Regions from separate parts of the Mus musculus genome. Here regions 1, 3, 4 and 5 are each linked to region 2. A link is a contact called in public HiChIP or PLAC-seq and promoter capture Hi-C data. All regions are on one chromosome and are shown on one strand. The core of a region is the stretch at or near the end of the contact, and the rest is flanking DNA. Distances in the headings are between cores, read along the strand shown. Region 1 holds the start of Zfp229 (zinc finger protein 229). Region 2 holds the start of Zfp946 (zinc finger protein 946). Region 3 holds the start of Zfp995 (zinc finger protein 995). Region 4 holds the start of Zfp820 (zinc finger protein 820). Region 5 holds the start of Zfp760 (zinc finger protein 760).

Region 1 (5,571 bases), core at 1,530-4,029, 690 kb after region 2:
CGGACCTTTGGAAGAGCAGTCGGGTGCTCTTACCCACTGAGCCATCTCACCAGCCCCTTCCTAATTTTATAATATGTTAAAATTATAGTAATGAAAACTATTTAATATTGGTCTCAAGACATGATCAATGATATGAATTCAAGATGGATACCATCTACCTCATGCACAGTCAAATAAAATTACATTTGCTTCTTACTATTAATTCTTAGATAGAAAGTCTTTCAGCACCTACAATAGGATAATCTCAAGAAAGCTATTCTCAGTGGAAGTCTCCAGAATCATTCCTAGTGAAACAGAATGTGGCAAAAATGAGTTTCACGTCCTGTTTCTACTGTCACTTAAGCCTCTCACCAATCCCTGCCTCAATTTCCCCCAACATACCTGGATCCTTTGTCTTCTCTCTCTTCACCATCCAGCACTCGCTGTTCCACTTCATCAGTGAGTCCTGGATATGAGAAAGAGATTTATCAATAAGTACCAGGATCCAGGATTTCTTTCTTTTCTTTTCTTTTTTTGGATTTTCGAGACAGGGTTTCTCTGTGCAGCCCTGACTGTCCTGTAACTCACTCTGTAGACCAGGCTGGCCTCGAACTCAGAAACCCGCCTGCCTCTGCCTCCCGAGTGCTGGGATTAAAGGTGTGTGCCACCACCGCCTGGCTAAGTACCAGGATTTCTAACACAGTACTATGCTCAATTAGATAAAGAGAAAACTAAATAGAGAATTTTACAAATGATTCCGCATTTGTCATGTGGTGTTAGAATACTGAAAAGATTCAGGGAGCTTTTCCAGTTTGTATAACTTGAATCCCACTTCTTATCACAGCTCAGCCAAAACTAAAGGGCAGGGAAGATTGTTTCATAGCTGTTGCTTGTTTAGAGGACCAAGGACCAGCACGCTCACCGTGGCTCACAACCATCTGTAATTCCAATCCCACGGTATCTGACCCCTTCTTCTGGCCTCTGTAGCACAAGGCATGAAAGTGGTGTAGACATACATGTAAGCAAAAACACACAAGCAAATACAAAATGTTTTAAAATTAAAAACCCCTCAAGAGCAGAAATGAAACTTCATGATTGGGATGACAATATTTTAAACTATTGAGTCTCTGAATTTACCATGGGGCAGAAATGAAAGAAACCCAACACTTCCCCAAATGAGAAACATGGGGAGTAAAGAACACTTCATAACAATGTCCTTTCCTGCTTTGAGAATCTCTCCCTGTAATGAGCTGTGGTGTGAAGTTCAGCCACACTGAGCTCACACACGTGCGGCCCCTTCCTTTGAGAAGGAAATTGAGGATGAGAAAATAATAGATCCAGAAAACTCTTCTCACACACAGTAACCAAAGGCTGTGCTTCTATTGTAATCATTCTAGAATAAGCACTCTGAGACACCACTGCCAGTGAAAGAATAGATGTCACAGATGGACCAAAGGTGGGAGAGCTCTGAAAGGCCTGGTCTCCAGGCCAGTTCCTATATGCATTTTATAGTCTATAAGCACAAGGTGGGGCCAGAAGGAAAGTAAGCAGGACTTCCCTGAAGCATCAAGGCAGTTAGCTTGGAGGTTTTTCAAATGCAGGTTACAGCTGACAGATGTAAGCTTTGCGGGTAAGGTAGGTAAGGGCAAGACTTTTGTTTCCGCCACCTCTCCAGGTCATTCTGTTCCAAGTAGCAAGATGAAGTTGCAGAACACTACAGCAGTGCTTTAAGTAAATCATTCAATAAATCAGTAATTCAGTATCAAATAAATGGTCTTTTCTACCTTATCCCACTTTAATTCTAACATGAAGTCTCTATGCAAAAAGCCCCGTGAAGAGAGTGTAGGCATTCCCTCTTTTCCTGGGACAAGTCCACAGCCACATCACTGGAGATCAACAAATCCTGAAATAAAAAGCAACACTTTGGCCACCTGCCCTTGAGTAAAGTGCAGGTTATGAACCAAGGGCACATTGAATTGGAGACTGTTTTCTGAAGTAAGTAAGCAGCCACAGTTATGCAAAGGTCCTTTCTACTGTGGTGCTTTGTCACTGAACATACTGTAGGGTCTGATATCTTCACACTCAGCATGCATAAGGTGACTTTCTGGACTCTAAGATGTAACATTAAGACCCTCACCTGGAATACAAGATTTTGAGTACTGTATTTACATCATAGAATGTGTGCATCTCAGATGTCAAGTTAGTGATAAAATTCTACAGAGTAAATATTAATGATTACAACTATAACTGTGGAGTTTGTGAAAATATATTTGTGATTCTTCTGTCGATCCTTATGTGACTAATATCTAACAAGTTTTTTAGGTTGACAATCCACCAGCTCTAAATGCTACTCTCTTGAAAAGCTTGGATAATTTAAAGTGTTTTGTTCTTTCCGAACTAACAAAGAGAATTGTGAGATTTTTAAGAGAATATGTTGAAAACCTTACAAGAAAAAAAAAAGTCAGGAATTGTCCAGTTCTTAGGAGCTCATGAGAGCAGAGTCCTAATGAGTAGCCCAGAAACCGATCACACCCTACTCCGCTCCAGCCCCGCAGCGCCTCTGACCTGGGAGGTTCCAGGGCCGCCGGGCTGCGGTTTCCGCCGCCGCGCTGCTGACTCTACCAGGATGCCCCGCGCGGCACCTGCGGCTCTCGGGAGTTTTCACGTCTCCGCAAGACCCTGGGCAGTGTCCTTGGCCCAGATTCTGCACTAGGTGTCCCCGGAAATTTCTGAGGGAAAGGCGAGTTTTGCTGAGGCCCTCTCCCGCTTTTGGGAATATGTTGCCTACTCTGGTCCCACCCACTATTAAGTGTCCTCTCACCGTACCCAATCCCGCCCACCTACTTCCTGTTCCGTTTACTTTCCCAAGGGTCCCAGCTATGTTGTTCTGAAAACTGCAAGTATCCAACGCCCACTGGGCGGCAGACACCTTAAGAAATGTCAATTGCCATGGGAAAGGGTGAAAAGGGGGCAGTGTTCTCTAAGGACGGCAAATTAGAGGCAGACTACAAAACAGTTCTAGAGACTGTTCAATGGCGTGAAAGCCCAAAGAAAGGGTTCAAATATCTGAACGAAACTTAAAAATGACAGAACAAAATGACTGGAGATCAAGAAATCACAAGCAAAGGGTGGAGAGAAAAATGAGGACTAAATAGATGAATCCAATAAGGCCAGGTGTTAAGGAAAACTTAATATGAAGTAACGGGGAAAAAGGAAATTCACTGGGCAGTAGTGTTGCAAGCCTGTAAAATCTCAGCACTCAGAAGGCAGAGCCAGGCCTGAGTTCAAGGCCAGCCTGGCCTACAGAGTGAGTTCCAGCACAGCCAGGGCTACATAACGAGATCCAGTCTTGAAAAAAAAAAAAAAAAGTAGAAGCTCTCAGTAAACATAGGCTATATTTCTTGGTAATCTGTTCCTGGCATTTTTGACTTCCTTAATTTTCCTGGTAAACGTTGTGCATGTCCCTTTGCGTGTGTCTATGTGTGTATGTGTTGTTGTTGTTTCTTCAGAGCAATATGTCTTCAGTGTTTATGTCACAGGTCGCGTGGAGTATCAACATCCTGAATCTTTGATGCTTTGATCTTGGGATTCTTTGTTTAAAGGCTTTCTGACAGCACATTGGCAGGCATCAATTTCTTTACAGACATTGAAAGGAATTCGACCCTCCCACCCTTTACTTGACATCAGGCACATACTGCTTTGGGTAAAGACACTGTTCTTCATGGGAAAACCTTGTCATTCCCATTACTGACTGGGACAACAAAACCCTTTTGCTCTTTAAGCAGAACATAAACAAATACTTCCGTGGCCAAGTGCCTCTCGTAGAAACTACAAAGTTAAGTTCTTCAGCCACTTAAGTGGCTAAATTTTATGAACACAGCATCAACACACATAAAATAGGACTCTAATTACAATGCTGCCTACTTGTGTTGGACTGATCAAATCTAAAATAGAACAAACATACAATTTGTGTTAAAAAAAATCAAGTAAAATATTTGGGGGTTATATCCCCCAGGGAAAAAGATTCCCAAGGAAGCCATCCCACTGAGTTACCAATTTCACAAAATAAGCCAAGTAATTATCCTTTGCTTCTCACATGCTGAAATAATAAAATATGAGTGCTTCAAATTAGAGGCAAGATATTTTTCCATTTAGCTTCAATGTTATACTAAAAATACTGTTTTACTTATTAAAAACAAATATGTACAGTTTTTAAACTTTAAAAACTATAGCCCATGTATTTTAGTCAAAATATAGATCAACAAACTGAAGAGATATCATTAAAGAAAAACAACAAAAACCAGTAACCCTAGATTACATTACACATCATTCGTTTTGTTTTGTTTGTTTTGTTTTGTTGGTTTTTTGAGGCAGGGTTTCTCTGTCTAGCCCTGGCTATCCTGGAACTTACTCTGTAGACCAGGCTGGCCTCAAACTCAGAAATCCGCCTGCCTCTGCCTCCCAAGTGCTTGGATTAAAGGTGTGTGCCACCACACATCATTCTTGACCAAGACTGAAAACTTGGCAATTTCCTGAGTGAAAACTATCAAACACCTTCTAATCTCTAAAACTGATCGTTTATTTAATTCCAAGTGTTTATCCATAAATACATGTACCTCACAACACTAAATTGACTCACCAGGAATCACACACACACAGTTAAAAGAGGTGAAAATGATGTAAACACACAATACTCATTCATGAAATCCTCAAAATAAATGAAAAGTTAAATAGAAAAAGAAGACTTGTTTCTTGAGAAACAGCAAGGAAAAATCATTTTCAAGTATGTTTTCAACTTGACTGAACTCCTTACTTGGGCTCTTTCATCCACTCAAATCTGACTCTTTGTTTGATTACTATCTCCCCGTTCTTTGCAGCCCAGGGTTCTTGGTTTAGCTCCTGGTCTACCTTAGACACGGTATGAGAAAGAGGCACATGGCCACTCCTGATTTATTCAGAAATTACAAGGATTTCTCACAGTACTGGTCTCAGATGAGACAGATGATGACCATATAAAGTTTGTCAACTGTTATTTACTGACATATTCTGGAACATACAGGAAAATCCTCAGTTTGTGCATGCTGAGTTCTACCACCAATGAACTGCTAGATGTTGTATTATTTAGTAATGCGTGCTTGAAATGACCACAATGAACAATAAAGATGCACAATACCTCCAGCCACTGAAATATATAGAAATGACAAGATAAGAACATGGATCTTCTTAATGACCAGAAATGCTCAATATGCAGTTCATGTTTTAATAAGAATTACTAAAGTAAGCTGGTGGGGGCCCATGCCTTTTATCTCAGAACTCAGGAATCAGAGGCAGACATATCTCGCTGAGTTCCAGGCCAGCCTGGGCTACAGAATAAGTTCCATGACAGCCAGGGTTACACAAAGAAACCCTGTCTCAGAAAACCAAAATATTACTGTAATTACTACTATTATTATTTGATGGGCTGACACATACCTTTAATCCCAGCACTCAGCAGGCAGAGGCAGGCAGATCTCCATGGGTTCAAGGTGATGCCGGGCGGTGGTGGCACACACCTTTAATCCCAGCACTCCGGAGGCAGAGGCAGGCGGATTT
Region 2 (5,227 bases), core at 2,667-5,166:
GTCAACAAACCAGGAAACAAATGTTTGGCCACGCATGCATGAGCACAGTGCTTTTCTTCAGTTAAAGACATTTTTCTAATGTATATGAGCAAACATAATTATTGAAAAAGTGTTTTCTCATTTTGTTCCAATTTATACTGAGTTTACTAGCTATAAAAAAAAATAGCTTGGCCAAATATCATCCTCTCACAGCATGGCCAAGAACTTGTTAGGCCTCAAAGAAAGGCAGGATAAATGGCTTACTCAGGCCCATCAATATATCTGATAGGTTATTTCTCTGCCAGTGAAATGAGCCAATTCAAATCAGAAAAAATATATTAATTGCAGGTTTATTGGGAAGAGGCTCTGGGGGTAGCTCACTGGCCCCTGGGATTGAGGCCAGGGGAGTCACCATAGGGGGAGGGGAGAGAAACAGTGAATGAGCCAGCATGCAGAGAGAAGAGCAAGACAGAGAGTGAGGAAGGGGAGAGAATGAGAGAAGGGTGCAACAGAACATGCAAAATATCTGGGCTAAATAGGGAAGAGCCTCTTGGAGGCAGGTCAGCCCAGCCTCTGGGCTGGAAAGTTCAGAGTTGGGACAGGGTATACCAGGTAGGGATTGAGGGGTGCTGGGGGTGGGGGAGGGGAATCTGGAGACCAAGTCTGCTTTGATATGTAAAATATACACCGCAGCTCATTGTCCCAGGGCCCAAAAGGAAACAGTATTAAAGGGACATCTTTGCCTAGGTGCTTTCTTGCCTCCTGCTCTCTTCTCACTTCTTTTCCTTTCCCCAACTCCCAGCCTCACTGCTCTCACGGCCAGGCTCACTCTGGACCCTTCCTTTCCGATTCAATCAAATCTGCAATGGTTCCTGATATTACTAATAGCTATGAAGCTCCCTTGGGGATGCCAATTTCTCAGGCCAAAGTACACTCTCTTGCACAGGCAAATGGTGGATAAAGGGAGGTAAAAATACACGTATGAATTTGAATTAGAGCTTTGCAACTGCTGTAGCGAAGGCAACCCCGTGTACAAACTACACATAGTTTAAAAAAAAATGCTCTAAGAGATAATGTTGAAAACTACTGTACCAACCAGAATATAGATGAAAAGTTCAAGATAAACCCAGGTTCATAGGATATCAGAGGGAAGCATCCTTAAGAGCAGCTGCAGAAAACACACACCTGCTCCAAGCCCACCAGTTTCCCAGCCCCTCACACCTAGGAGGTTCAGGGCTGAGGTTCCTGCTCCTGCTGGGCTAACTGCTGACTCTCCCAGCCAGCATCAAGGAAACTGCATGTTAGAATAGTTTTAGGGTTTCCAAACAAACCGGAGGCTTGGGTAAAAGGCCCGTGGTTAGGAACCACGTGGCTCCTCCAGGTAGTAAAGGCAAGGTGGCTTTTCCTTTCACTCTGGCCTGGATCTTTGGAGCAGCCCTAACCCCCTTTCAGACCAGGAGCTTTCTCGTCCTTAATTACCTTTTTAAGAGTCTATCCCATTACTTTCTTTTCCTCTTCACTCTCCTGGTCCTAATACTATCGAGGCCTCCTGAAGAGGTCTCTTCCACTCAGATTCAGACAGCTTGCCTTACAGCTGCAGCTGCCAGGCTGGCTTTGGACCTACTCTGCACAGCCTCCCCACATGATTTCTGACAGCCTAGACCTGAACTAGTAGGACACTGCACCCAGATATCTGAACCTCATAGTAAAGTCTCAAGAAATCAAGTCTCTCAGCCCATTCAACCCTACTGCTGAATTCATCCTGGGCTTTCATCACTAGATAGTGATACTGTGGTAGTGCTAAGTCAGGAACGATTTTGTCTTCTGGGAATCACGTAAAGGGAGCTCTACTATGGGAAACAGAAAGTCCTTTTTGAAAACTCAGTGGTTTATGGAGAAGCTGGTGGCTATCTAAGATGCAGAAATAAGCAGTGTTATTTGGCTCTGTCTTAAAGAATTCAGTTGTACAGTGCTCACAAACAAATAGAAAGTGAACAACTCTATTGTACTAAAAAATGGGTTAAGATGGAAGTAAGAAAGAAACTAAACCTAGACAACAAGAAATAATCTTACTCAGGGCTGAAATCAATTATATAGAAATATAGAAACAATACAACTAATCAATGAAACAAAGAGTTTGTTCTTTGACAAAATCAACAAGATCAACAAACCCTTATCCAAACTAACTATAAGGGTGAGAGAAAAGATCTAAATTAACAAAATCAGAAACAAAAATGTGGCATAACAACAGACCCAGAGGAAAACCAGAGAATCATAAAGCACATTTAAAATGTCTACTCCACATAATTGATAAAAATCTAAAAGAAATGGATAATTTAAGTAATAGCTTCCATATTCTAAAGTGAAATCAACATCAGATAAACAAATAGACCAATTTAACCCCTCGTAAAACAGATGCAGTCCTTAAAAGTCTCACAACAACAATCTTTTGATTTTTGTGCATTAATTTGGTCTTCAGTTATTTTGGGGAAAGTTTTCTCTCAGTTGTAGAAGTTCCCTGGTGGAATTTTTTGGGTCACCTATATATACTGTCATATCATTTACAAATAAGATTTTTACTTTTTCCTCTGTAATCCAATGTTTATTTTCTTTATTTCCTTCAGCGGTCTTCTTGTGCTAGCTAAGAATTCAAGTTTCATATTGAATAGACATCGTGGAGAAAGTGAATGGCCTAGTTTGTTCCTGATTTTATTGCAATTGCTTTGAATTTCTCTTCATTTAATTTGATATTGGCTGTAGGCTTCCTGTAAACGGACCCATTTCTCAATGCTTTACTTACATCCTAAACTGCATACATCTCAGATGAATAATTCATGGGCAATAAAAAGTATGCTTAATAAATGTTAATGTTTACTGCAATAACTGTAGTGCTCCATACGGTCTACTTTCTAGTAACCTCCCCCCAGCCTGAAGCAGGCTAAGCCAGACCTTGAACTTGCTGCCACTAAGGAGATTACCTTGGGTAGAGCCTTCCTACCTAGATCACTCTATTGTTCAGCCACTGCTGCTACCAGCTGGGACGGAGACTATTCCTGCAGCTGGTTCCAGGCTCCAAGGATGAACTGGCGGGAATGGGCCTCCCCCACCCCCACCACACCCCCCCCCCCCTTTATAAGCGCATTTGCCATTAAACATTTGAGCTTTGATCAGGAATCTTGACTTAGCTCCATTTTTCTCTCCACCGCCTAGTTCCCCTCTCTTTTCAGCCCCAGCTTGGCTTCCAGGTGAAATCCGGTTCATGTGAGCCGCGGTCGGCTTCCAACACTTCCTGGTTCAAAAAAAAATCTGTACCGTTTCCTCATATGACAATTATATACAAAGCTCTTGGAGGATACCTATTAACCAGAGCCAAAGGCGTTCTCTTGAATAAGCAATTAGTAAAACGAGGCAGTTAGAAAGCATGAATGAATTTACATTCCAGGAACTGTTACAATAACTAACAGCATATAATAATGCAACTGCTCTACCAGATATTTTATGGGTAATTTTATGACTGAATATTCTGGTAAATGTACGATGAATGAAAAAAATCACGATAAATCCCAGTTCACAGGATCTCAAACTTCCTGACAACCGTAAGATATCCACAACAGAATTGGGAGAGCAGCGTCCAGGGAAACCATCCCCCCCCCCCCCCTTACCCCCACCTCGGCTCCCGCCCGTTTTCCAGCCCCGCAGCGCCTCTGACCTGGGAGGTTCCAGGGCCGCGGGGCTGCGGTGTCCGCCGCTGCACAGCTGACGGCTGACTCTTCCAGGCCCGAGTTTTCCCTAGGTCCAGAAATAACCAGGACAGGAAAACCAGCCCCCGGTTAGAGAACAAGTTGTTCACTTAAGTACCTAAGGGAATGGTGAATTTTCCTATCTGACTTGATCTTTGGAGCTGCTCTCCTAGACCCGCCCACTACGGCCCCGGTTCCGGTCACGTGGTTCCCCCCAAACACTTCAAGCCAGGCGCTTTCTTTTCCGTAATTACTTTCCTAGACCCTCTGGTTTTTTCTTTTTGCTGGCCCCCTCCCCGCCCGACAAGTACCCACGCCCCAGGGAGGTTCCGGCCCCTCCCACTCAGTCTCAAGCAGCCTGCTACAAAGCTCCAGCAGCCAGGCTGCCCTAGACCTGCTCTGCACAGCCTCCGATATGCTTTCACACCAGAACAGGATAAGTAAGGACGCTGCACCCCAATATCTGAGTCCCAATTGAGTTCTGAACCCCTCAGATAAAAGATGGGCAGCCTAACTAAGAAGTTAAGATACAAGCCTTCTGAGCTTTTAAAAACGCTCAGCAAATGGCAACCAATACCCACAATTCTGATTTCTTTCCTTCCATTCCCTACACAAAATACTAAAAGTAAGTAAAAAAGCCTGGCTTCTTCCCAAAGCCAGTCTTAAAACATGTGAAATACAAGAAAGACTAATCATATGAAAATGTGGATAAAAACGTATGGGACAGATAATAATAAGAGGAGAGCTGTGCAAGCTCACGGGGGAGCTGCAGGGGTAAAGGACACTTGGTAGAAACTGCAAGTGGTAGAACAGGGCACTTGGAAAGCATGAATAAAGTTAAACTCCAGGAGCATTGTCCTGGCCACAATAGCAAAGAGACTAGGTAATGCAAATACTTTTCCCGAATATTTCTCTGTAAATAGCATAGCAACCATAATATGAATGAAAACATCAGCATAAGACCCAATTTGTGTAAGTGAAAATATAATGATAGCACAACAGAATCTTGATAGCCAGGAAAAAATAAAATGTGGTGAGTTTGCATTATTTAAAATTTCAAGCACAGGGGATTCATGGTCAGGATCAGGATGGTAAGGAAAATGAACATAGAAATGAATGGATTTTCAAGGGGAAGGACATTTGTGCCTAGCACATCACTTTATCACTCTGGTCTGTAAGATACAGGCTGGAATTTGGATAAAGAATGTGTTGAATATGTAGACTGCTTTTGGTAGAATAGCCATTCTACTTCCTAATTGTCTTCTTCAATTTCCTTTCTTCAAAGACTTGAAGTTGTATCATACAGGTCATATACTGGTTTGGTTAAAGTTAACACCAACATACTCTTTTTTTTTTTTTTTTTTTTTTTTGAGGCTATTGTGAAAGGTGTTGCTTTCCTAATTTTTTCCCTTAGTCCCTTTGTCATTTGTATATAGGAAACCTATTGATTTAATAGCTTTAATTTTGTATTCAGCTACTTTGGGGAAAGTGTGTTTGAGTTATAGAGT
Region 3 (5,480 bases), core at 2,102-4,601, 510 kb after region 2:
TACTCAGCTATTAAAAAGAATGAATTTATGAAATTCCTAGCCAAATGGATGGACCTGGAAGGCATCATCCTGAGTGAGGTAACACATTCACAAAGGAACTCACACAATATGTACTCACTGATAAGTGGATATTAGCCCAAAACCTAGGATACCCAAGATATAAGATACAATTTGCTAAACACATGAAACTCAAGAAAAATGAAGACTGAAGTGTGGACACTATGCCCCTCCTTAGAAGTGGGAACAAAACACCCATGAAAGGAGTTACAGAGACAAAGTTTAAAGCTGAGACGAAAGGATGGACCATGTAGAGACTACCATATCCAGGGATCCACCCCATAATCAGCTTCCAAACGCTGACACCATTGCATACACTAGCAAGATTTTATCGAAAGGACCCAGATGTAGCTGTCTCTTGTGAGACTATGCCGGGGCCTAGCAAACACAGAAGTGGATGCTCACAGTCAGCTAATGGATGGATCACAGGGCTCCCAATGGAGGAGCTAGAGAAAGTACCCAAGGAGCTAAACGGATCTGCAACCCTATAGGTGGAACAACATTATGAACTAACCAGTATCCCGGAGCTCTTGACTCTAGCTGCATATGTATCAAAAGATGGCCTATTTGGCCATCACTGGAAAGAGAGGCCCATTGGACATGCAAAGTTTATATGCCCCAGTACAGGGGAACGCCAGGGCCAAAAAGGGGGAGTGGGTGGGTAGGGGAGTGGGGGTGGGTGGGTATGGGGGACTTCTGGTATAGCATTGGAAATGTAAATGAGCTAAATACCTAATAAAAAATGGAAAAAAAAGAAATTCTGCAACTTTCAAAAAATAGTTAAAATTAATATTCTTCAAATTATTAGGAACATCCCACAATTTATGAGGCTCCAGTTAACCCAGATAGCAAACCAAAAACGTGGGTATAGAGAATTACGGAAGCTTATGAATATACATGCAAAAATACCCATAAAATACTTCCAAGAATAAAAAGTATCCCTAAACACAATCAAGCAGACTTTGTCTCAGAGATGAAGGGATAGTTCAAAATACAAGAATCAATAAAAATAATCCACCATACCGAAAAAAGAACTGAAGAAAAAAAGGCATGTTCACCTCATAACATGCAGAAATGGCCTTTGACAAAATAGAACACCCCTTCTCCATAAATGTTCTGTAGGTATTAAAGATTCAAGAGACATAACTGAACATAATAAAGGCAGATTACAGCAAGCATAGAACCAAGATCAAATTAAGGGGAAAGAAACTCAAACAATTCCAGTAAAATCTCTATCTATTTAACATAGTACTTGAAGTCTTAGCTAGAGCAGTGTGACAACTGAAGGAGAATAAGAAGATACAATTTGGATGGCAAGGAAAGAATTAAAAATACCCTATTTATAATTGATATGATAGTATACATAAGTGACCCAAGAATTTCCACCAAGAAACTTCTATAACTCATAAACACTTTCCCCAAAGTAGCTAAATACAAAATTAATGCACAAAAATCAATAGTCTTCCATTATACAAATGACAAACTGAATAAAAGAAAAAATTCAGGAAAACGACACCTTTCACAATAGCCTCAAAAAATATAAAGTATGTTGGTGTTAACTCTATGCTGTTGAGGTTCTGTGTTTTGCTCATATTGTAATGCTAAATAGTGGCCCAAGGCCTGGTTGCCTCCTAGGGATCAGAGATTCTGCAGAGACTCAAGTGATGTTCTTTATCCTTACCCCCAAAGTGATCACTGATTGGTGAATAAAGATGCCTTCAGCTAATAGTTGGGCAGAAGAGAAATAGGCTTGGTGGGGAGGTGTGTCAGAGAAGAACCCTGGGGAGAAAGAAGGTGGAAGAAGAGGAAGCCACCATGAGCTAAGAGTCTTCGATAATGGCCATGTTGGCTGGCTAATTGGAGTTCAAAGCAACCAAAATAAAACATGGCAAAATATAGTGGGATTAATAGTTGGGAGATAGACATACTAATAGCATAGATGATATATACATTCCTAGTACTAGGGCTGATAAAGGCATATTATGAAGATTGTGTATGTCTTTTACCTTGAAAGTGAATAATCAAAACCTGGGTAGAAACAACAGTTGAGATTATATGTTTTCCACACCACATTGCAAGCAAGTATAAGACATCTATGATAAAAGAATCAAGTTTTTGAAGACAGAAATTAAAGAATATACTAGAATGTGGAAAGATCTCCCAAGCTTGTGGATGAGGAGGATTCACATAGTAAAACTGGCCATCCTACCAAAAGAAAAATATATATTCAATGCATTCCTTACCCAAATACCAGCTTCTGTGTTATAGACCAGAGTGATAAAATGATGTGTCAGACACAAATGCCCTTTCCCTTGAGAATTCAAGTATTATTACGTCCATTTTCCTTACCGTTCTGATTCTGACCACGATTCCCGTCTGCATGGAATTTTAAGTACTATAAACTCACGTCAGAAGGCATTTTATTTTTCCTGGCTATCAAAATTCTGTTGTGCTATCACTGTATTTTTGCTTACATGAACTGGGGCTGACGCTGATGTTTTCATTCATGTTATGGTTGTCAGACTATTTGTAGGAAAATATTTGTGCAAACTATTTGCATTATCTATTTTCTTTGCTATTGTGGCCATGACAAATCTCTTGGAGTTTAACTTTATCAGTGCTTTCCAACTGCCCTGTTGTACACCTTGTTGTTTCCACAGAGTGACCGTTGTCCCTGGAGCTCCCCAGAGAGCTTGCAGAGCACCCTCCCACCATTCTCTGTTCCATCTGTCTTTATCCACATTTTCATCTCAGTGGTCCCTCTTATACTTCATGTATGCTTTGATACATGCTTTGGAAGGAAGCCAAATTTTGGGACTCATTTTTAGTTTTGTGTGTTGGGGTGCAACATAGAAATTGGAATTTATCTCTTAAAGTCTTGTCTCTCTGGCCTCTTCCTCCCTTGTTCCTTCCTCTGCCCTCCATTCCTTTCCACCCTCTCTCCAGGAGGGCAAGGCCAGTCTCCACTTACCTACTCTCTCCTTCTCTCTGTCTTTCTTTGCCTCCATTACTCTCTTAAAGCCCCACCCCATGCCCTAAATAAACTCTACTCTACACAAAAAAAAAAAAAAAAAAAAAAGAATTTAGGGTCTAGGTTATATTTTGCTGTGCGATTGTAGCCTAGGAGGCTAGTGTCCAAAGGTAAGAAGTTAGGCTGCCTCTCTATTATCTGAGGGTTTCAGAACTCACTCTCAGATGTCAAGAGTTCAGCTTCCTATGGAACCAGTTTTTTTCTAGTCTGTCAGCAAGCAGTAGGGAGGTTGTGCAGAGCAGGTCCGCAGGTGGAGCTGTGTGGCAGGAAGCTGATGACTGAGCAGGAGGGAATGGAATCCCCGGGGCAGGGATAAAGGCAAGACCAGGACATTGACCAGAACAGGAAAAAAGCAGTAGTAATTAAGGAGGGGAAAGCTCTTGCTCTCAAACTGATTTGGGGGACCACGTGACCATAACCACGGTTTATTGGGCGGGTCTAGGAGAGCAGCTCCTAAGATCCAGGCCTGAGTGACAGGAACTTCCACCGATCGTCTTTCTACCTTCCGGTTTCCGCATCCTTGCCCTTTCTGGACCCGGAAAAGTCTCCACAGACGCGGTTTTGTGACTGTGGACCTGGGAGAGTCAGCAGCGCAGCGGCGGGCACCGCAGCCCGGCGGCCCCGGAAGGTCCCAGGTCAGAGGAGCTGCGGGGCTGGGAAACGGGAGGGAGCGGAGCAGGGGGATGTTTTCCGCAGCTGCTTTTATGGATGCCGCTCTCACAGTTCTGTTGTAGATATCTTACCACTGACCAGAAGTTTGAGATCCTGTGACCTGGGATTTATCGTGATTTTTTAAAATTTATCTTACAGTTACAGGAATATTCAGTCATAAAATCACTGTTAAACCAGAACACCCTACCCGCCCCAACCCAAGCTCCCTGGGACTAAACCACCAACCAAAGAGTAGACATGCAGGGACCCATGGCTCCAGATGCACTTGTAGCAGAGAATGGCCCTATTGGTCATCACTGGGAGGGGAGCCCCTTGGTCCTGTGCAGGCTCAATGACCCAGGGTAGGGGAATGCTAGGGCGATGAGGTAGAAGTGAGTGTGTAGGTGGGGCAGCACACTCTTAGAGGCAGGGGTAGGGGATAGTGGGTTTGTGGAGGAGAAACTGAGAAAGGGGATAACATTTGAAATGTAAAAATATACCCAATAAAAAAATGGAAAAAAAAAACTTGTAAAAGGGCAGTTGCACCATCTATTTCCTAATGTGCCAATTACAAAGATAGTGGAAAGTGAATTTGTTCTTGCTTTCTTGCTTTGTTTTACTAATTGCTTATTCAAGAGAATGCCTTTGGCCCGGTTAATAGGCATCCCCAGAGAGCTTTGTATATACTATTATATGAGGAACCAGTGCAGATTTATTGAACCAAAAAATATACTTTATCGAGCCCTACTGTTATGGGTGTAAACACTAATATTTACTAAGCAGACATTTTAGTGGCCATGAACTTTTTAATCAGAGTTGTATGCAGTTTAGGATGTAAGTAAAACATTCAGAACTATGTCTTCATATGCTGAGTTCTTATGTTACTCCTTGGGTCCAGGCAAGCCCAATATTGGAGTCTCTTCGACACACTATACATTAAAATAAAGTTTTAGAAAACATCTTTTGAATAATTATGATCACTCCCCTGTATCAGAAAATTGTCTCTTTGGTTGAAGGAAAGCACTCTGCCCTCACATAGGTGGCCAAGCTGTTGTTTTTTACTCTAGGGTTTGTTATCATTCAGTGCTGTGTCAGTGGACTTCTTGTAGGAGAAATGGGAATTCCTAGACCCTGCAAACAGGGCTTTTGGCAGAGATCTCTTTTGGACAGTGCAGCAGTCTGGTTTCTGTGAGTGACAATAATTTTCTTGAAGTCTCTCTAGCTCCTCCTCAGGGTTCAAGGGAGAATGAATGTGCATGTGTCTGAGCCTACATGCTTAGAGGAAAAGAGACATTTATATTTCTGATATTTTCTCTCTCCTTCATGTTTATCCTTTTTTAGGCATCATTCATTTTTGTTCCATGAAAAGTTCTGGGTGCTTTCTGAAGACTCTTTCCCATGTGCAAGTGTCTCACTCCTCAGGTAGTTCAGCTTACCTGTGAAACTGAGAGCCCTGGATGGTGAAGAGAGGAAACTAGCAAAGATCCAGGTATGTTAGAGGGAGTGAAGAAGGGATGGGGAGGGGCTCAAATCCCAGTACAAAGAGGACATGAGATTTGTTTCGCCAGATTCTATTTCATTCTAAATATTTCTAGATAATTGCAGTGAGAATAACATCAGAATATCCCCACTGTAGGGTTTAGAAGACTTTCTATGTAAGAAGTAATTCACAGAGGCAAATGTAATTTCATTGGTTTGTATGTGAGAGATATTGTCCCCTTCCCATTCACATTCCTGATCA
Region 4 (5,636 bases), core at 1,452-3,951, 580 kb after region 2:
CACACAAAGACTCACAAGTGAAGAGGATTTCAGACCAATTTACCTTATGAACATTGATGCAAAAATACTCAATAAAATACTTGCAAATCAAATCCAAGAACATATCAAAAGTATCATCCACCACGATGAAGTAGTCTCAGAAATGCAAACATGGTTCAACATAAGAAAACCCATCAGTGTATTCTACATGTAAACAAACAGAAAGAAAAAGACCACAAGATCATCATTATATTCTGAAGAGGCTTTGAAAAAATTCTATACCATCTTATGATAAAAGTCTTGGAGATATCAGTGATATAAGGGACATACTTAAACACAATGAGAGCAATATACAGCAAGCCGATAGGCAACATCAAATTCAATGGGGAGAAACTTAAAGCAATTCCACTAAAATCACAGACAAGACAAAACTGTCCACACTATTCTTATCTATTCAATATAGTACTAGAAGTTCTAACTAGTGCAATAAGACAAATAAAGTAGATCAAGAGAATACAAATTAGGAAGGAAAAAGTCAAAGTATCACTATTAGTAGATGATATGATAGTATACATAAGCGAGCCAAGAATTTCCACCAAGGAACTTCTATATCTCATAAACACTTTTGCCAAAGTAGCTCAATACAAAGATAATGCACACACAAAAAAATCAATAGTCTTCCATTATACAAGTGACAAACCAAAGGAAAGAATCAGCAATACAACAACTTTCACAATAGCCTCAAAAAATATAAAGTATAGTAGTGCTAACTCTACTGTGTTGGTGTTCTGTCTTTTGCTTATATTGTAATGCTAAATAGTGTCCACAAGGCCCGGTTGCCTCCTAGGAAACAGAGATTCTGCAGGTACCCAAGTGATGCTCTGTAACCTTGACTCCAAGTTATTCCTTATTGGTGAATAAAGATATTTACAGCTAATAAATGGACAGAAGAGAAATAGGCTTGGTGGGGAGGTGTGTCAGAGAAGAACCCTGGGGAGAAAGAAGATGGAAGTAGAGGAAACCACCATGGGCTAAGAGTCTTAGATAATGGCTATGTTGGCTGGCTAATTGTAGTTCAAACAGCCAAGATAAAACATGGCAAAATATAACAGGATTAATAGTTGGAAAATAGACATGTAAATAGCATAGATGATAGATACATTCCTAGTTCTGGCGCTGATAAAGGCGTATTGTAAAGATTGTGTATGTCGTTTACCTTTGAAGTGAATCATCAAAAGCTGGGCAGTAATAACAGTTGGAATTAAATATTTTCCACAACATAGTGCAAGCAAGTGTAAAACTTCTAGGATAAAAGATTCAAGTCTTTGACAAAAGAAATTGAAGAATATACTAGAATGTGGAAAGATCTCCCATGCTTGTGGATGAGGAGGATTCACATAGTAAAACTGGCCATCCTACCAAAAGAAATCGATAAATTCAATGCATTCCTTACACAAATACCAGCTTGTATGTTGCAGACCAGAGTGATAAAATGATGTGTCAGGCACAAATGCCCTTTCCCTTGAGAATTCAAGTATTACTACGTCCATTTTCCTTACCATTCTGATCCTGACCATGAATCCTGTCTGCATGGAATTTTAAGTACTATATACTCACGTCAGAAGGCATTTTATTTTTCCTGGCTATCAAAATTCTATTACATTTTCTATTACATTATGACTCACATGAACTGGGGCTGATGCTAATGTTTTCATTCATGTTATGATTGTTAGATTATTTACAGGAAAATATTTGTGCAAACTACTATTTGCATTATCTATTTTCTTTTTTTTTTTTTTTTTTTTTTTTTTTTTTTGTTTTTTTTTTTTTTTTGGTTTTTCGAGACAGGGTTTCTCTGTATAGCCCTGGCTGTCCTGGAGCTCACTTTGTAGACCAGGCTGGCCTCGAACTCAGAAATCCGCCTGCCTCTGCCTCCCGAGTGCTGGGATTAAAGGCGTGCGCCACCACGCCCGGCGCATTATCTATTTTCTTTGCTATTGTGGCCATGACAAATCTCTTGGAGTTTAACTTTATCAGTGCTTCCCACTGCCCTGTTGTACAGCTTGTTGTTTCTACAGAGTGACCTTTGTCCCTGGAGCTCCCCAGAGAGCTTGCAGAGCACCCTCCCACCATTCTCTGTCCCATCCACATTTTCACCTCAGTGGTCTCTCTTGTATTTCATGTATGTTTTGACACATACTTTGGAAGGGAGCCAAACTTTGTGACTCATATTTAGTTTTGTGTGTTGGGAATGAAACATAAGAAATTGGAATTTAGGGTGTTGGTTATATTTTGCTGTGCGTTTGTAGCCCAGAGTTTTATTCCAACCTAAGAAGTTAGGCTGCCAATCTATTATCTGAGGGTTTCAAAGCTCACTCTCAGATGTCAGAATGCAGCTTCCTATGGAACCAGTTTTTTCAAGTCCTTCAGCAAGCAGTAGGGAGGTTGTGCAGAGCAGGTCCACAGCTGGAGCTGTGTGGCAGGAAGCCTAAGACTGAGAGGGAGGGAACTGAATCCCCGGAGCAGGGATACTGGCAAGAGCAGGACCTTGACAGAAACAGGATAAAAGCAGGGAGGGGTCTACCAAAATGTTTAGGGGAACCACGTGACCATAACCAGCATTTAGTGGGAGGGTCTAGGAGAGCAGCCCGAAGGATCCAGGCCTGAGTGACAAGAATTTCTACCAATCGTTTTGCTACGTTTTGGTTTCCGCGTCCTAGCGCTCTCTGGCCCTGGAAAAGTCTCCTGAGAAGCAGTTCCTTTGCTACGGGCCGGGGGAGTCAGGATCAGCAGCGCAGCGGCGGGAACCGCGGTCCAGCGGACCTGGAACCTCCCAGGTAAGAGGAACTGCGGGGCTGGGGAACTGGCGGGAGCGGAGCAGGGGGGTGTTTTCCGCAGCTGCTCTTAAAGACGCTGCTCTCACAATTCTGTTATGGATATCTTATGGTTGTCAGGAAGTTTGAGATCCTGTGAACTGGGATTGATCATGACTTTTTTTTTTTTTTTTCATTTATCCTCCAGTTACCATCGTATTCAGTCGTAAAATAACTCATAAAAGAGCAGTTGCACTGTTTCCTATTTCCTAATGTGGCAATTACAAAGATAGTGGAAAGTAAGTTCGTTCTTGCTTTCTCACTACCTTGTTAGAAAGCAAGTATTGCTCATTCAAGAGAACGCCTTTGGCCCTGGTTAATAGGCTTCCCTAGAGAGCTTTGTATATAATATTTTATGAGGAACCAGTGCAGATTTATTGAACCAAACCAAAACAAAAACTTTGTCGAGTGCATTGTCATGGGTGTAAACACTAATATTTACTAAGCAGACTTTTTAGTGGCCATGAACTTTTTAATCAGAGTTGTATGCAGTTTAGGATGTAAGTAAAACATTCAGAAATATGTCTTCATATGCTGAGTTCTTATGTTACTCCTTGGGTCCAAGCAAGCCCAGTATTGCAGTGCGAGTGTATCAGACCGCACTATTTATATAATTAGAAAATCCACTATAGATTAAAATAAAGCTTAGAAAGCATCTTTTGAGTAATTATGATCATTCCCCTGTATCAGAAAATTGTCTCCTTGGTTGAAGGAAAGAATTCTGCCCATACATAGGTGGCCAAGCTGTTGTTTTTATTTTAGGATTTGTTATCATTTAGTGCTGTGACTGTGGACTTCTTGTAGGAGAAATGGGAATTCCTAGACCCTGCAAACAGGGCTTTTGGCAGAGATCTCTTTTGGACAGTGCAGCAGTTTGGTTTCTGTTAATGACAATAGTTTTCCTGAAGTCTCCCTAGCTCTTCCTCAGAGTTCAAGGGAGAATGACTGTGCATGTGTCTGAGCCTACATGCTTAGAGGAAAAGAGACATTTTTATTTCTGATATTTTCTCGCTCCTTCATGTTTATCCTTTTTTAGGTATCCTTTAATTTTGTTCCATGAAAAGTTTGGGTGCTTCCTGAAGACTCTTTCCCATGTGCAGGTGTCTCACTCCTCAGGTAGTTCAACTCACCTGTGAATCTGAGAGCCCTGGATGGTGAAGAGAGGAAACTAGCAAAGGATCCAGGTGTGTTAGAGGGAGTGAAGAAGGTATAGGGAGAGGCTCAAATCCCAGTAGAAAGAGGACATGAGATTTGTTTTGCCAGATTCTATTTCATTCTAAATATTTCTAGATAATTGCAGTGAGAATAACATCGGAATATTCCCACTGTAATTTTTAGAATACCTTTTATGTAAGAATTAATTTACAGAGGCAAATGTAATTTAATTGGTTTGTATGTGAGGGATATTGTCCCCCTCCCATTCACATCTCTGATCATATCTTCGTACCAATATTAAACATTTTCATTGTTACAATTTTAATGTATTGTTCAGTCAGAACACTTGATGCCTGTTAGTTTTTTTCTGCTCATAGAGTTTTGGAGCATTGTGTAGTTCCTTTAAGTTGTCTTATCTTTTATGGTTAATTTCTCAGTTTCCTAAAGTAATGCCAGCAAGATTTTGATAAGATTTGTTTAGTAACTTTGCATAGTATTAAACTCTGTCTATATTACCTTCCCACTGATACCCGCTGTTGTCGGTCTTCTTGTCAACTGTTCAAGATTTGCACTGTTATAATTTTAATATACTTTGAAATCACCCTTGGGTTTGATCCTTCTCTCATATATTTAAAATTTTTTTTGTGGGGCTGGAGAGATGGCTCAGTGTTTAAGAGCACTGACTGCTCTTTCAGAAGTCCTGAGTTCAGTTCCCAGCAACCACATGATGGCTTACAACCATCTGTAATGGGATTCAATGCCCTCTTCTGGTGTATTTGGAGTGTGTTCATATACATAAAATAAATAAATCTTTTAAAAAAAAATTTTGTGGTTTCTCATTTTATAAATTTTTGGAATGATTTCTCTATATTTAAAAATATCTGTGTGATTTTGGTATTTCCAATTTTAAAGACATCCTTTTATATTTCTTCACGTTTGACTGAGAACATGCTAACAGTGTTCCTGTGTCTTCTACTAATGTCAGCATTCCAGATTCTTAGAGAGGAACTTTTTTCAAATTTTTAATTTTTTATCATTATTATTTAATCTTTTTTCACAGTCCAGTCGCCAACCCCCTCCTCGTCCATCCTCTGAGCACTCCCCATCCCACTCTCCCACCCCCCCCATCTCCAAGATGGCATCCCTACTCCCAACCTCACCCCACTGGAAACCTTGAGGCCTCAAGTCTCTTGAGTGTTAAATGTGGAGAAGACATTTTAAAAATCTGTAGTCATTACTAGGTTTAAATAATTTTTTCTTTGTTAATTTTATTTTTGGGGACACTTTGTCTAGGTAGTCTTGGCAGTTCTGGAACTCCATAGATAAGGCTCCCCTTGAACTGAGATCTCGATCCACTCCAGTGCTGGGGTTAAAACCTGGCCTTGCTGACATGGTCCAAGTCCAGAATTCTGCATTAGTTTGAGAAGATTGTGCATCTTCTGCTGTTGTGTAGATGGTTTTCCAGAGGTGTGCTACTCATTACTGGTTTTCAGTGCTGGTCATGGCTGTCTTTCTAAATGGTGGATATTGAAGCTTATCTGCATCACCATCTATCTGCTTCCTTCAGTCATGTCATGATTGTTTAATGCATTTGGAAACTTTTGTGAAATGCATTCATGTTGATCATAT
Region 5 (5,305 bases), core at 2,249-4,748, 720 kb after region 2:
ATCCCTGCCCCCAACAGGATTTGTCTGTGTAACAGCCTGACTCTCTCAGAAATCTCAGGCTGGCATCAAACTCACAGAAACCCACCTGCCTCTGACTCCTGAGTGCTGGGATTAAAGGTATACACCACTACTCCTGGTTCAAAAATACATTTCTTAATGGGGAAAATGAATCCCAAAACAAACAAGCAAAATAAAGTCCTCTACAATAAACTCTTTAATTTGTTGAAGGAATTGAATAAATACTTGAAGATGGAAAGTATTTCCATGCTCATGGAACAGGACATAGTACTATGAAAATTACAATACTAGTGAAAGAGATTGATATGATTAACTCCAACTCCATGACAATCAAACTCCCCATCATATACCTCACAGATACACTACAGAGACTCTTACAAATTTCCATGGAAGCAGAGACCCTGAGAGTACAGAGCAGAGCTTAAGTTGTCCTAGCTTTGGTTCCAGATGACACTGCACAGCCACATGACCAACAATATTATGGGAGTGGCAGATGAGTAGACACACAGCCCAATGAAACAGAGCCAGACCAATAGCAATGGCCATGTGAATCACCAAAACAACACCTATGTGCTGCATAAGAGGTAGCTGTTTTAACTAATGATGTTGAGACAACTATTTATCCACACAGAAATATGAACCTGGGTCAAATTCTCTCCCAGTGTACAATGAATCAGACCTTCATGTATGATCTGTAAAATGAAACTTGTATAGTAAGAGAAAGTAAAAACACATCCATATGGGGACATAGGGACTTACTCATGAACAGAACTACATATTATGACAAAAGAACACAAACTGACAAACAGGATTGCATTCGATATAAATGCATTTCACAAAAGCATCCAAATACGAGAAGCAATCAATGTAGAACTGTAAGGAGAAAATAGACAGCGATGCAGGGAAGCTTCAGCATCCACCAGTCTTCGAGGCACAATGAAATCAGACAGAAAACCAATTGTCTAGCAGGTATCCACAAATATCAGCCACATAATAGTAGGAGACACCCAGGCAGAATTCTCTAACTTCAAAAGATATTTGTTAGTGTGGCCGTGTCCTAGAAATACCAGAATTAAAAAAATAACAAATATCAATGTTTTAAAAATTCTCCCTGAATCTGAAACACAGACACCATCAGCAGATGGAAAACAGAATACATTAAAAGACACAGTGCTAGAATATTCTAATTCAAACATAGAAAGACAATGTAGAGGAGGTCTATGTATTATAAATATGCTAAGCAATCTATACCAAAATCTTACATTTATTTTTGTAGAATTAGAAAAAACCCTAAAATTCACTAACTTATGAGAAACCATAGACTTAAAAAATTATAAGAGAAGGATCAAACCTAGAGGAGATTTCAAAATACATTAAAATTATAGCGATGCAAACTGTTGAGTACTGTAATGAAGACTAACAACAGGAGAGAGTTAATGGGAAGACAGTGAAGATGGAGTTTAATACTTCAGAGAGATACTAAGCAATGCTTGTCAAATTTACACTGGCATTATTTTATGGATTGAAGAAAATAACTTGAAAAGATTTAGAACCAAGGAAAATGCAATAAGCTCCCAAATTTTGAAGCAGAAACTTAAAAGCATCAAGTATCCTAGTAAAGAACTACATTAAAATTATAGAAAGGAAAGTCATTTAATATTGGTACAAATACATGATTAGCAATATGAATGGAAGAGGGATAGCATCATTCACAATCAAAATCCAATCAAATTGTAATTGTTCCTAGTATTTATTCTTACATAGAGAATCTTCTAAAGTTTACAAAGGATAATCCTGAGGACATTATTCTCAGTGGAAGTCTCCAGAATAATCTCTACAACAGAATGTGGCAAAACTGACTTCATGTCCCATTTCCACTGTCACTTAAACTCCTTCCCACCCCTTTGTCAATCCTCCAACATACCTGGATCCTTTGCTACTGATGCCTCTCTCTCCACCTTCCAGGGCACTTTGTCCTGCTCGACGATAAGCAGGTGTAGCTGAAAAGTGCAAGCCCTGCATATGAGAGATTCTTCAGTAAGTACCAGGATTTCTAACACAGTACTATGCTCAGCAGAAATACAGAAAAGGGAACAGAGGGTTCTACAAATGATCCCCCAACTGTTACATAGGGTCAGCATGCTGAAAATATTCAGGGAGCATTTTGAGTTTCCATAACTTGAATCCTACTTCTAATCATAGCTCAATCAAAACTCAAGGGAAAAAAATGAATCTGTATTACTGGAGTGATATTATAAACTACTGAGTATCTAGTTTCATCATGGAACAAAAACGAAAGAAGCCTTACACATCCCAAAATAACAAACATGAAGAACAGATGAAATTTCATGAAAACTTTGTCTTTTTCTCTGAGGCTTTCACTTTCTTCTGTGAGATGTGAGGCTCATCTCATTCACACACAGCTCACACACATGCAGAGTAATTTCCCCAGGAACCCCGAGGAGCAAGGAAAAGTGCAAGAGACTATTGTTACTCACAGAAACAGGACTGCTGCAATTCTGCAATATTCAATCTCAGTACAAAACCCTATGAGTGAGGTCCAGGCATTTCCTCTTCTTCCTGAGAGAAGTTCACCGCATGTCAACAACCCTGAAATTACAAAGCAACAGTTTGCCCTTTGTCCATTGTCAGAGTGTTTCTTGCATCAGAAAAGATACTTTCTAACTTTGTCCCATTACATACTGTTTTCTAATGTAAACAGTGTGGCCTGTTATCCTCACTCTCAACATGCATACTGTACTTCTCTGGACTCCTGAGGTGTGCCTTAAAACCTCAGCATAAGAACACATATTTGTTATATTCACATCAGCGTGTATGCATCTCAAATGCAAAATGAGTGATGAGTAAAACCTTTATTTAAGAATTGTTAAAATTTACAAACATAACTGTGTAGCTTAGCAAAAAAAAAAAAAAAAAAAAATCCACAAACTGATCAAAATCTGCAGTTACTCCTTATGGGGCTGGTAGTTAACAAGCTCTCTGGGACCTTAAAGTCTCCATGTCAAATTCCTCTCTCTTGAATACGAAACGGGTAGACCAAGGGCGTTAGAAAATGCCAACAGTTTTAGTTTTTGCATAACAGCAAAAAGAATAGTGTTTTCAATGGTCAAAACATAAACTCAATTAGTCTAAGGGATACAGTCTTGAGAATATTCTGGAAACCACGGATAAATGGTAAAATCAGCATGTGTCCCATTTCATATGTTCTCAAACTTATCTTCAAGGGTATTACCCTTCACCAGAATTGTGAAAACGGTATCCTTATGAGCAGCAGAAAACTGAACATGCCCCTGGTCCAGTTCCTACCTGTTTACTACAGCTCTTCTGACCTGGGAGATGCTAGGATCGCCGGGCTGCGGTTCCCGCCACTGTGGTGCGGACCGGCGAGTCTCCCAGACCGTTCTACGAGGCTCCAGTGGCTGCAGGAAGTTTTCACATCTACTTGAAACTCTGGCCAGTGTCGGCCGTCCAGCCCTTAAACAAAGATTTCCTCTCAGAGAATGGAGGGTTTTCCGGCCCCTCCCTCCTGCGGCCACTGGAGCCGCCTTTGGGTCCGCCTATTATAGATAGGTTCCGGTTACGTAGGTTCTCTGACCCAGCCCACTGGTTCAAATCCCTTGTCCAATTGAGTTTTCCAGGCCTTCCATGCGGGCTTTAGTTTTCTCTTCGCTCTATTTTTCTAGACCAGTTTTCCCGCCCCGTGGAGACCGGTCCCTCCCACTCCGTCTCAGGCTGCCTTCCACACAGCTCCAGACGCCAGGCTGCTCTGCACATTCTCTGCGCAGCCTCACCATGAGCACTGCCATCCTTGACCAGAACTGGATCTAGTAGGACACTGCACCCCAGAACCTGCCCCACACTCTTGATTCGGAACCTTTCAGATGCAAGATAGTCTCGACTTGACTAGCAGCCTGTGGGCTACATACATCAAACAATAGCAGGTTAAATTCAGAGGCCAGAGTCCGATCCCCAACGGACACACACAAAATGGCAAGCCAAAACCTGAAACTCAAAACTCAGATCCAATTGGCACTGTCTCCCAAGTGCTGGGATTAAAGTTCTATACCACCATGTCCAGATATTTATGTTTATATTATTTATACTGGTGTGATTTGTAAGTATAGACCGGATAAATGCTCTGGCACATTATTTAGAAGGGTATTTTTTTCTTTAGTATGAATTTTCTGAAGTGTTGTTAGAGTTGAGCACCGAGTAAGATTTGTGACATTCTTTACAGATGTAAGGTCTCTTTAATCTGAACTCTCTGATGTCTTCTAAGACTTGTATGCTAGATAAAGGGTATATCACAATCATTGCTTTATTACGTTTTTTTCTCCAGTATGAATTTTCTGATGTGCTCGAAGAGTTGAACCCTTTGCAAAATATCTGTCACACACCTTACATCTGTGAGGTCTCTCTCCAGTATGAACTCTCTGATGTCGTCTAAGATGTGAGTCCTGGATAAAGGATTTGTCACATACCTCACATTTGTAAGGCTTCTCACCAGTAGGGATTCTGGAAAGTGTTTTAAGATGTGATAACTCAAGAAAGTACTTACCACATTCTTTGTGTTTGCATAATTTCTCTAGAGAATGAGTTTCCTGATGCCTTCTATATGAGGCATAGTGAATAAAGGATTTGTCACACTCTTTACAGTTATAAGGCTTCTCTCCTGTATGCAATTTCTGATGGCTTTTAAGTGCTGACAACTGAGGAAATGACTTTCCACATGCATTGCATTTGTAAAGCTTCTCCCCAGTATGACTTCTTTGATGTGTTTTAAGGCTTGAGCACTGGTTAAAGGATTTGTCACATACATCACATTTATAAGGCTTTTCACCAGTATGGATTCTGTAATGCCTTTTAAGATGAGATAATTCAATACAGGATTTACTACATTCTTTGCATTTGTATAATTTCTCTAGAGAATGAGTTTTCTAGTTCTACCAGAAGATCCAGCAATACCACTCCTGAGCATATACCCAGATGATGCTCCTACATGTAATAAGAACACATGTTCCACTATGTTCATAGCAGCCTTATTTATAGTAGGCTGAAGCTGTAAAGAACTCAGATGTCCTTCAAGAGAGGAATGGATACAGAAAATGTGGTACATTTACACAATGGAGTACTACACAGCTATAAAACAATGAATTTATTATATTCTTAAACAAATGGATGGATCTGGAGGATATCATCATGAGTGAGGTAACCCAATCACAAAAGAACACACATTATATGCATTCACTGCTAAATGGATATTAGC

What was found. HiChIP or PLAC-seq counts read pairs in DNA pulled down with a chosen protein or histone mark. Capture Hi-C pulls out chosen DNA fragments and counts their contacts.
Region 1: a promoter capture Hi-C map of adipose tissue shows a contact between it and region 2. The contact joins the promoter of Zfp229 here to the promoter of Zfp946 in region 2. A contact is called at or near these places in 3 of 39 promoter capture datasets (cranial neural crest, embryonic stem cells and liver), 1 of 484 Hi-C or Micro-C datasets (gonadal supporting cells), 4 of 115 datasets of contacts at active chromatin or transcription factors (astrocytes, bone marrow-derived dendritic cells, large pre-B cells and 1 more) and 4 of 9 other capture datasets (adipose tissue, liver, macrophages and 1 more).
Region 3: an H3K4me3 HiChIP or PLAC-seq map of bone marrow-derived macrophages shows a contact between it and region 2, with 7 times the contacts expected there. The contact joins the promoter of Zfp995 here to the promoter of Zfp946 in region 2. A contact is called at or near these places in 1 of 115 datasets of contacts at active chromatin or transcription factors (bone marrow-derived macrophages) and 3 of 9 other capture datasets (adipose tissue, liver and pancreatic islet).
Region 4: a contact with region 2 is called in a promoter capture Hi-C map of liver, with 4 times the contacts expected there. The contact joins the promoter of Zfp820 here to the promoter of Zfp946 in region 2. A contact is called at or near these places in 1 of 484 Hi-C or Micro-C datasets (Sertoli cells) and 3 of 9 other capture datasets (adipose tissue, liver and pancreatic islet).
Region 5: an H3K4me3 HiChIP or PLAC-seq map of bone marrow-derived macrophages shows a contact between it and region 2, with 7 times the contacts expected there. The contact joins the promoter of Zfp760 here to the promoter of Zfp946 in region 2. A contact is called at or near these places in 5 of 39 promoter capture datasets (cranial neural crest, liver, neural stem cells and 1 more), 1 of 484 Hi-C or Micro-C datasets (B cells) and 4 of 115 datasets of contacts at active chromatin or transcription factors (astrocytes, bone marrow-derived macrophages, large pre-B cells and 1 more).

The regions. Positions count from the first base shown.
Region 1 is chr17:21,730,932-21,736,502 of GRCm38.p6, reverse strand. It overlaps Zfp229 (zinc finger protein 229), which reads right to left and starts at 2,779. Exons shown (of 6, transcript NM_001164676.1): 1 at 2,545-2,779; 2 at 382-445.
Region 2 is chr17:22,422,891-22,428,117 of GRCm38.p6, reverse strand. Zfp946 (zinc finger protein 946) reads right to left here and starts at 3,916. Exons shown (of 7, transcript NM_198003.3): 1 at 3,689-3,916.
Region 3 is chr17:21,907,797-21,913,276 of GRCm38.p6, reverse strand. It overlaps Zfp995 (zinc finger protein 995), which reads left to right and starts at 3,351. Exons shown (of 5, transcript NM_001256493.1): 1 at 3,351-3,723; 2 at 5,081-5,228.
Region 4 is chr17:21,842,824-21,848,459 of GRCm38.p6, reverse strand. Zfp820 (zinc finger protein 820) reads left to right here and starts at 2,701. Exons shown (of 5, transcript NM_029281.2): 1 at 2,701-2,816. All of the region lies in intron 1 of Gm31758 (a long non-coding RNA gene), which reads right to left.
Region 5 is chr17:21,705,934-21,711,238 of GRCm38.p6, reverse strand. Zfp760 (zinc finger protein 760) reads right to left here and starts at 3,498. Exons shown (of 6, transcript NM_001008501.2): 1 at 3,346-3,498; 2 at 2,517-2,628; 3 at 1,943-2,034.